Linked DNA regions of Sus scrofa: region 2 is linked to region 1. A link is a contact called in public Hi-C data. All regions are on one chromosome and are shown on one strand. Each heading gives the region's core, a stretch centred on a gene start, on an enhancer-like site or on the middle of the called end of the contact. The rest is flanking DNA. Distances are from core to core; before and after follow the strand shown. Region 1 overlaps CABLES1 (CDK5 and ABL1 enzyme substrate 1). Region 2 overlaps TMEM241 (transmembrane protein 241).

Region 1 (4,650 bases), core at 797-3,296:
ATTAAGGTTTAAATGCTGTCATTTGCACTCAGAGACAAACAGGGTCAATCAGATCATAGAAGAAAATCTCATTTGGGCAGATATGCTAGGAGACCCCTGGTTAATAAAACCGTGGACAATGCAAAGATATGATTCCTTTTCTTCCACAGGCCTGGGTGACACTGCAACTTGGACTCCTTTAGCTGTGAGAGCTCATTTCTCATTCTATTCAAGTTGGTTAACTTTTGCAGAGGCTGTAGCCACAAACAGGCTTTGAAAACTCAGCACAAAGATTTTTTTACAACATGTGGCCGATGAGGTTGGGGAGCAAGTGGGTTGGGGAGAAGAGGGAGATGAAAGCAGAAGATGAAAATGCTTTGGGGGACACAGCCACCCAATCAGCAGTCACACCCTTAAGCAAGGAGTGGAAATCTAGGTTGGTTCTTCTGGGGGTGTAAACCCATCCTTCACAGGATAGCACTGGAAGTTATTTATTTAACACAGCGCTCTTATAAAAGCCCGTAACATCATGGTTGGAAACCCCCTGGACCACTATCTTAGTTTTGGTTCTCACGGCCATGAATGCACATGATTTCACAACGGTGGAGTCATCTGGTCAGAGCAGATGGCCTCTCTAGATATCCTGGTGCCCAACGGGGGTTGCCCAGGTTGCTATTAACCACACAATGGCCAACTCCTGATTTCATCTTGTGTAACAGACAAAATGATCTTTTTTTTTTTTTTGGTCTTTTTAGGGCCGAACCTATGGCATATGGAAGTTTCCAGGCTAGGAGTCAAATTGGAGCTGCAGCTGCCGACATATGTTATAGCCATAGCAACGCCAGATCTGAGCTGCATCTGTGACCTATACCACAGCTCACGGCAACGCCAGTGAGCAAGGCCAGGGATCGAACCCACATCCTCATGGGTATTAGTTGGGTTCTTAACCCAGTGAGCCTGGATGGGAACTCCCCAAATGGTCTTTCATCTCCTTTTCTAAAGCTCACTGGGCCATAACACATGAACTGATCAGACAAGATTCCCTATTTGATAACCAAAAATTTAAATAAGTCCCTTTCTTTAGGGAGCATATGAACCAATATTGGTCTTAATTAAAAAAAAATACAATTTACATACTTAACACCTGGGAAGTAGATGGGAAAAGCGTGGGTGTGGGATCAATTAAGTAGTTTCCAGGGCTTTCTACTTCCAAGATGGGGATGACCTGACTTCTACCCGGGTCATTCCACTCAGGGTGCTCTAAACTCAAGACACTGGAATGCTGGCCTGGAGCTCCACTGGGCATTTGCTCTTTAAAGGACCACAGTTGATTGAATACTTTGAGATGTAAATAATTTAAAAGCCAATTAAATATTAACAGGATTTCCAGATCCTTCAAAAAGAAAAGGGAGAGAGATTTGCTGCGTAGAAGGCAAAACTTGAGCGCTGTATTAGGAAAGAAAATACCACTTGTGAGCTAATTTTAATTAAGAGATTACACATCTAGAGTTCCCACTGTGGCGCAGCGGAAAAGAATCTGACTAGGAACCATGAGATTGTGGGTTTGATCCCTGGCCTTGCTCAGTGGGTTAAGGATCCGGCGTTGCCGTGAGCTGTGGTGTAAATCACAGATGAGGCTTGGATCTGATGTTGCTGTGGCTGTGGCGTAGGCTGGCGGCTGTAGCTGTGATTGGACCCCTAGCCTGGGAACCTCCACATGCCTCAAGTGCGGCCCTAGAAAAGCAAAAAAAAAAGAGGTTACACATCCACTGGAACTCAACCATAGCCTAAGAGGTCCTGTTTGTCGCCTCTTCCAACGTGGTGCCATCTTGGACTGGATCTGCTTCCTTGTCTCAGAGCAGAATGTTATAACATCACAGCCCGTGGAACAGGGCCCAGAACTGACAGGAAAAAGCAAAATCAAAGCAGCTTTCAGTCTAAAGTCCAGCCCCTCTCACACTCAGCACTTCATTGATAAACCACCCCTCCACCCCCTTAGGGTAAGTGAAAGACAATGAAGGGACCTTAACGCAGCTAACACCAAAATCTTTGTCTAAAGGCAGCGCCTATAAACAGCGGGGTAATCGCATGATTCATCCATGAGATCATTCCTGAATCTGCCTCTCTGTGGAAATTTGCTTGGTGTGAGGAAAGAAACACAATTTGTGAATGTGCAATTTTCCACAATGAAAAGAGATGTGTTTTTTGGGGAGGGGGGCAGGGGGAATGGGAGGGGAGGAAGGGGAGGATGGGCTGGGAGTCAGGCAGGCAGCATTTCAGCTTGAAGGCCCTCTCTAAGAATAGAAGAAGCTGTTCTCCTGTCACAAAATGATCAACTCAGGAAATGGACCCAAAAGGATGACCTCATCTGAAATGCCCCAATGCCAGAAAGCTAAGGACAGAAACGCCACGTGGAAACCACTATTTTAAAACATGCCCCCGAGAGATACGTTGGGCTGCACTGGGAAGCCCTTTTCTTCATCACACCGTCTGATACATTGAGTAAAACTAACCGAGTGACTGTCATTCAATCAGGTATGGTTACCTAAATGGGTTTGTAACTATACCCACCTTCAGAAACTTTTTTATTTTTTGTTGAAATCACTAACTTGGTTCTTTTACATAGCCCTGAGTCACAAGTTAACTGGGTTCATTATTCCTTCTGGTTGGATCCATACATACAGAAATACCTACTGATGACCATATGTTTCAGGAAATAAGAGCCTATGGGCACCCATTTCACCCCCCTGATGCACAAGGACAAACCTGGGACTGGTCCTCAATGCAAGGCCTGCATCTCTCACTCACTAGTGGGTTCTTATCCAAAAGCTCTTGAGTCGGCCCTCTGGAGCGCAACATGCATGTTCCCACAGACACGATGTTCTAACAGCGATGAGCCTACACAGTGCCCTTTCGGCCCTCAATATAACAGAACTAGCCCAACAGCACAAGCAGGAGCTGTGGCTGTAGGAGCACTGGGTCAGAGGGTGGAAGAGGTCAAGAAATAAGAGAAAGTTGGGTTTCTTGTGGTTTCCCAGTTTGGGGCTGACACTGTAACAACAGAAAGGAGGTCATGTTTGCATTATTTCCACCGCTCTCTCTGAGCCTCCTCTTCCTTCTTAGGACTCCAGGGGCCTTCCTCCCAAGCTGTTCCTGTTTTTCACAATTTCCTCTCTACTTCTGAACCCACAGATTCCTTTACAGCTCCCAGATTTTCCACGCCTGGTCCCATGGCAATGGCACAGCTGCCCAGAGGATGGGGTGAGGGCTGAGGCGCGTGAGGAGGGCGGTGGTCCTTGAAGGGCGGAGGGGCTGTTAATCAAGTGGGGCCTGCCTACCTAGGAAAGGCAAGCACGTTGCTTGCAATTCATTTTATAAATGGAGGGTCACCAAGCCAAACCACAAATCCACGCTAGAAAAGAGAAGGCAGTGACTAATGTGGATAAAAGGCAAAAAGACTCAGCCGGGCCTTGGCAAGGGTCGGTGGAGAGAAGAGATGCTGGTTTTAGGCTGGGACTCTTCCCAGAAAATGGCATAATTTACAAGCTTAATCTGAGAAGAGTGTTTACAGCTATGGGAAAGGTTTGATGTTACAGTTATAGTGAAAAAGACAGGCAACATCTGTTCCTCTTCTCGGCAACCAGCTTGCAAAGCTTGTTTTGAAAGGTGGGATCTGGCAGAGACTCTTTCCACCAGCAAGAAAGATCAAAACAAAACAATCATCTTGTCATATTCCACACGAGCACATGTACGAGAGGGAGAAAAAAAAAAGACTGGAAGGAAATAGACCAAAACGTTAACGATGGCTCTGCGATGGGGCTCAGTAAATTTTATCTTCCTTCTATTTTTTGTACTTTCCAGATTTCTAAAAATTAGCATGTACCATTGGGGAAAACAATTTAAAGACCAAGGAAAAGCAGATCTGAAGATGAATCCCTTAGGTTTGTAGAAACACTCACTGGCTAACCCATTAGGAACGGGGCTGAGATTTGCTGTGTTGGGGCAGATCTAAAGGGTGATTAAGTAGCTCAGCAACCAGACGAACACACTGCCAAAGTTAACATTTAATGAGTATATGCTGCAGGCTGATGGGGTGCTCGGAGCGTTCGTATGTATTTTTCTACCTAATGCTCTCAAAATGCCGAGGCTGACATTATAGCCAATTTTTAATTTTTTTATTTTAAAAAACATGTAATGATTTGTATTTTTTTCATTATAGCTGGTTTACAGTGTCTATCAATTTTCTACTGTAATATAGCCAATTTTTTAGACAAGTAAGCCCAGGGCCAGAAAGGTTAGTTCATTTGCTGGGACTCAAATTCTACCTGACTCACGGATGCGCTGGACGCTATGGCCAAGAGGAATGGAGTGGACATGAGTGGGCCTCTTGTCCCTGTTCCCACTTTTCTGGAATAACCCTGAGGTTCAGGGTTTATTTATTGATGTTCTGTGCAAACCTGTGTTGGAAGAATGGTTTCTTCAGCTAAAAGAGAAGTCTGCAAGCCTCAGGGCTAGACAGTCTCCAAGTTCCTTGGAGTTTTGAAAGTCTATCTCTGGAGCTCCCAGCACCTGGTGTTAGCTGGCCAGATGTCCATGTCAGATGCCCTTTCATGAATTAGCTGGGGACCCCCTGAGGAGAACAGCCACAATGCCCTTATGTCCAGGGGGGCC
Region 2 (4,650 bases), core at 1,072-3,571, 110 kb before region 1:
GATTCCCATTACTTATTGCTGTATCTCCCAAGGAAAGAATCCTTAGTTTTAGCAGACCTCACTAGGATATTGAGATTATAGTTTCATTTCCTGTTGAAGAAAAAGATTTTTCAAAAGTACTTTAAGAGATGGCAAAAGCACAAAGAAACACAAAGAGACTCTTATTGCTGTGAATAATGGACCGAAGGGAAAGATACTTGAATTTTATACTTAAAACTGAGGGATAAGGGAATACAGGACAATCAAGGGTAAGACATATTTAATAGTGTATTCTTGCTCACCAGAGAACGGAAGGGGAGATGGGGGAGGGACTCTTGGACTCTTATGTCCAGTCCTCACTTGACGTCTCTGTTGCGTGTTCCAAGTTTGTGATTTTCAAGACTGAGCTCATAATTTTCCCAGGCAAACCTCTTCCAGTTTGTTTTATCTCAGTGCACCAGCGTCCATCCCCTTATTCAAACTGGAAACCTGGGAGTCATCTTTGATGTCCTCTATCCCTCAACCTCCAGTGGAAATGATCACCAAGTCCTATTGATTTTTCAAAGTGGTCCATTCTCTCCATCACCATCATTTCTTGTCTGGACCACTGCAGTGTCTACCTACCTGACCTCCCACACTCTCATTCCTAGCCCCATTCCATCCTCTTCTCGATACTGTAGCCAGAGCAGTCCTTCCAAAAATGTAGATCAGATCATCACATCCTTCCTATCCCTGGGTTTCTCTCTCCATCTGCTCAAGCTGAACTTACCTTTTCCCAGTTTCTCCCTGCCACAGGGCCTTTGCACATGCTATATTTGGAAAATTGTATCCCTTCCACTGCTCCATCCCACCCTCTGTACCCAGTTCAGTTTTGGGTTTTATCTCAGCATCACCTATCTGAGGAAGGTTTTCCTATCTTCACTGACTAGGTTGGGTGCCCTTATGGTATATTACAGTCCCTTAGTCTTCTTTGCCTTATTTATCATGTACTATTTTACATTTATTTATATGAACAGAACAAACATGATTCCTACCTTTATGGAACTTACAGTTTGAGTGTTGGGGTACACACTAATATATATGCAGAAGTTCCCTTCTCTGTTAGATAATTAGTGGGTTAATTGAAAGAGATAAATCAAGGAATTATGTGCTGACGAAACAATCTATTTTAATTTAAGATGCATAAATACGCATGCGTTTGCTAAGCTTTTGGTAAGGTTTTTCCTTTGGGTATGGATTATCAGCAATTGTTCCTTTGAGTCTTTTCTTGCATAATCTATATAACATACATATATGCTCTGATTTTTCAGGGGAGTGAGAGTTTTGATACTTTGAAACAGTATAAATGCAGAACCCTTCTCGATTTTTCATCCTTTTTCCTTTTCTCCCCATCCTTTCCTGCTTGTCTTACCTACACCTGTTTCGGCAGCAGTTTTTCCCAGGGATTCCTGTTTATCATTCTCAACTGCAGCAGTGGCTTGCTTGCTTTATTTATTTATTTATTTATTTATCTTTTGAGGGCCGCATCCGCGGCATATGGAGCTTCCCAGGCTAGGGGTCAAATTGGAGCTGTAGCTGCCAGCCTATGCCAGAGCCACAGCAACGCCAGATCTGAGCCTCGCCTGTGACCTACACCACAGCTCATGGCAATGCTGGATCCTTAACCCACTGGTCGAGGCCAGGGATCGAACCTGAATGGTTCCTAGTCGGATTTGTTTCCGCTATGCCACAACGGCAAGTCCTAGCTGTGGCTTTATGTTGGTGTGTGGTGCAGGTGGACCTTGGTCTCACCAGAATCAAGGCTCAGAGGAGCAAGAAAGGGCTCTGTGGCCACTACCTCTCCTGCAGGCCTTGCCCCATTGGCACATGCTGCCCTGGCTCCATCCACCCTGAAGACGGGCCCTGAGTGAAGCAGAGCACCAGTGCCTGGGGAAGCAGAGCACCAGTGCCTGGGTTCTGGGCCATAATCCATGTTTGGAGCCTGATGCTCACATAGCTGCCCTGTAGCATTTCCCCAGAAGTTTCTTTAGTCCAGCTAGACCTGGTTGGACATATTTTTTTCTGGTTAAAGTTATTTCTTTGTCCTACTGTACAGCACAGGGAACTATATCCAGTCTCTTGTGATAGAACATGATGGAAGATAATATGAGAGAAAGAATGTTTATATATGTATGACTACATCACTTTGCTATACAGCAGACATTGGCACAACATTGTAAATCAGCTATACTTAAAAAAAATTTTTTTTAAGTTATTTCTTTGTATGTTAGGGCAGAGAGGTGAAAATACAAGCTGTTCCCTAGCCTTGTTTTCTTTCCTTCACGTCCATGGCTGCTGAGATGCCTTGATGTCTCTTGGAGTATATGAGTCAGCAGGAGTTTTCTTTGTTTAAGAAGGAGTGGAGCATGCATGTTGGGGCCTCACTGACCTTCCTGCCAAAGTACCCGCTGCAGCTGGGCCAGCGCTGTTTCACCCCAAGCACACCTTCCTGCCTCTTCACGCTCCCTGCACGTCATGCTCTGGGCTTCCTTCTCGTGCCTGGCACACTGTGGACCCTGACCCTTCATGTCTAATGGGAAAGCCTTTTCATAGAAGAGGAACAGTTAGCCTGGCCCATTAGTGGGTTTTTTTTTTTGTTTTTTTTTCTTTGGCTTTTGTCTTTCAGGGCCGCATCTGCGGCATGTGGAGGTTCCCAGGCTAGGGGTCCAATCAGAGCTGTTGCTGCTGGCCTACACCACAGCCACAGCAACGCCAGATCCGAACTGCATCTGAGACCTACACCACAGTTCATGGCAACGCCAGATCCTCAACCCACTGAACAAGGCCAGGGATCAAACACACAACCTCACGGTTCCTAGTCAGATTTTTATCCACTGACGGGAACTCTTATTATTATTTTTTTTATTTTTAGGGCTGTACCTGTGGCATATGGAAGTTCCCAGGCTAGGGGTCAAATTGGCGCTGCAGCTGCCAGGCTGCACCATAGCAACTAACGCCAGATCTGAGCCACATCTGTGACCTACACCTCAGCTCACTGCAATGCTGGATCCTTAGCCCACTGAGGGAGGCCAGAGATGGAACTCATATTCTCATGGATACTGGTTGGGTTCATTACCACTGAGCTATGAGGGGAACTCCCTAGCCTGGCTCATTAAGATGGAGGCTGCATTTCCATTCTCTCGTTACTTTTCGGTTGGAAGTACAGATGTCTATGGTTGTTGCAGGACTAGTAATAGCAGAATAGTCCTCAGCTAATTAGTTGCTGGGTCTGCTTCCAGAGCAAAATCATGTCATGTTTGTAGCTTACCTATATGTCAATGTCTGTCTCCCATTAGATGGTGAGATCCTTGAGGATGAAGTATGAGAGGTGGTTCAAAGCAAGGTCCTGAGTCAGACCTAAACTCAAGTTGTGGCTTTGCTGTGACCAGTTCTTCTCACTATAGACAAATTCCTTAAACCCTTTGTGTCTCAGTTTCCTCGTCTACACAAGGGGGATAATAACAGTAACAGTGATAATAACAACAATAACAACACTTCCCTCATGAGATTGTCGTGCAGATTTTAAAAACATTACAGGGGAGAAAACATTCAGCACAGTGCCTGGTTCGTAGCAAGGGCTCAAAAAATGTCACCGACGCTGCTCCTGTTAATGTTAACCCTGGCGGTGTGAACACCTTGCAAGTTGTTCTGAGTTTTGGTTGAATGAATGTGTATAGGAAGTAGCGTTCAAGACCTTATTAAGAGACTAGAAACATTTTCTTGCCGTGTTCTCTGGGAAGGTCTGATGATGGATAGAGTGCCTGCCCACGTTAATAACATTAACAAAGACCATTTCTTGAACAGGCACCATCACAGGAGAGCAGTTCATTGAATTACCTGGGATGATTATGTTATATCTCACTGGGATGGTTTCATTAATTTATATTTATTATTCGAATGACTCCGGGAACTTGAATTAGCAAACCGAATGCATTTATAACTGATGGGGGAAGCCTCTGTAATCAGTTCTCTATATAAAGACCGGGATTTTGCTCTTGAGGAGAGCAGGATGCTATACTGTGTTGAAAAAGCAGTTCCTGATGTGGCCATGATAGAATCAAAGAAATACGCCTTTGGAGATCCTTAGAGATTCCCTGAACTGGCTTTCCAGGTTAATGGTTGCGGCTCCACACATGGCCACCCAGCTCAAGTTCGAGCACCCTTTTCAATTTCATCCTCTCACACTGTTCGTTGTGGTTGCATGGAGCTGTTTGGTACATTGCCTAGTCAATAGCCTTTTAAAATTAAAAAAAAATAATTTGACATGAGTTCAAAGCCTCTGGCTACTTAAATTTCAAAGAATAATGTTCACTGCTCCTTAAAAAAAGTCTGATCGGTTCTCTCTCCCAACCTGCAGGAAGCCTTTTTTGTCTCCAGCTCACCTGTGCCCGATTGTGGGCTCAGTGATACCATGTCGTTGGCTGAGTGACGGGCTGTAGGCAGGATGGCTTGGTCAGCCCCCATCCCTCTCAATGATACAGATCGCATCACGCTTCACAAGTCACCTGGGGACGTTTAAACAACCATGGGTGCTGCATTTGGTACATGGGAAGGTTCATACCTTCCAGCGAGGTCTTTGGGACATAAAGTGACAGAAATAGTATGGCCTCTTCCTTTTTCCAGATCTGATGT

Evidence for each region. Hi-C and Micro-C count contacts between places; a contact is called where the count stands out from the background.
Region 2: a Hi-C map of fibroblasts shows a contact between it and region 1, with 2.2 times the contacts expected there. The contact joins two enhancer-like sites. A contact is called at or near these places in 4 of 47 Hi-C or Micro-C datasets (alveolar macrophages, embryonic fibroblasts, fibroblasts and 1 more).

What each region holds. Positions count from the first base shown.
Region 1 is chr6:108,195,602-108,200,251 of Sscrofa11.1, reverse strand. All of the region lies in intron 4 of CABLES1 (CDK5 and ABL1 enzyme substrate 1), which reads right to left. Among named protein-coding and RNA genes, the nearest start is that of CABLES1, 82 kb to the right of the region's middle. Within about 2 kb of position 2,046, at least 20 of the 83 cell types and tissues checked have an H3K27ac peak or open chromatin away from gene starts, as enhancers often do. A contact at or near this core is called in embryonic fibroblasts, where this site is marked.
Region 2 is chr6:108,307,647-108,312,296 of Sscrofa11.1, reverse strand. It overlaps TMEM241 (transmembrane protein 241), which reads left to right. Exons shown (of 16, transcript XR_002345438.1): 4 at 4,642-4,650. Among named protein-coding and RNA genes, the nearest start is that of TMEM241, 20 kb to the left of the region's middle. Within about 2 kb of position 2,321, at least 6 of the 83 cell types and tissues checked have an H3K27ac peak or open chromatin away from gene starts, as enhancers often do. A contact at or near this core is called in embryonic fibroblasts, where this site is marked.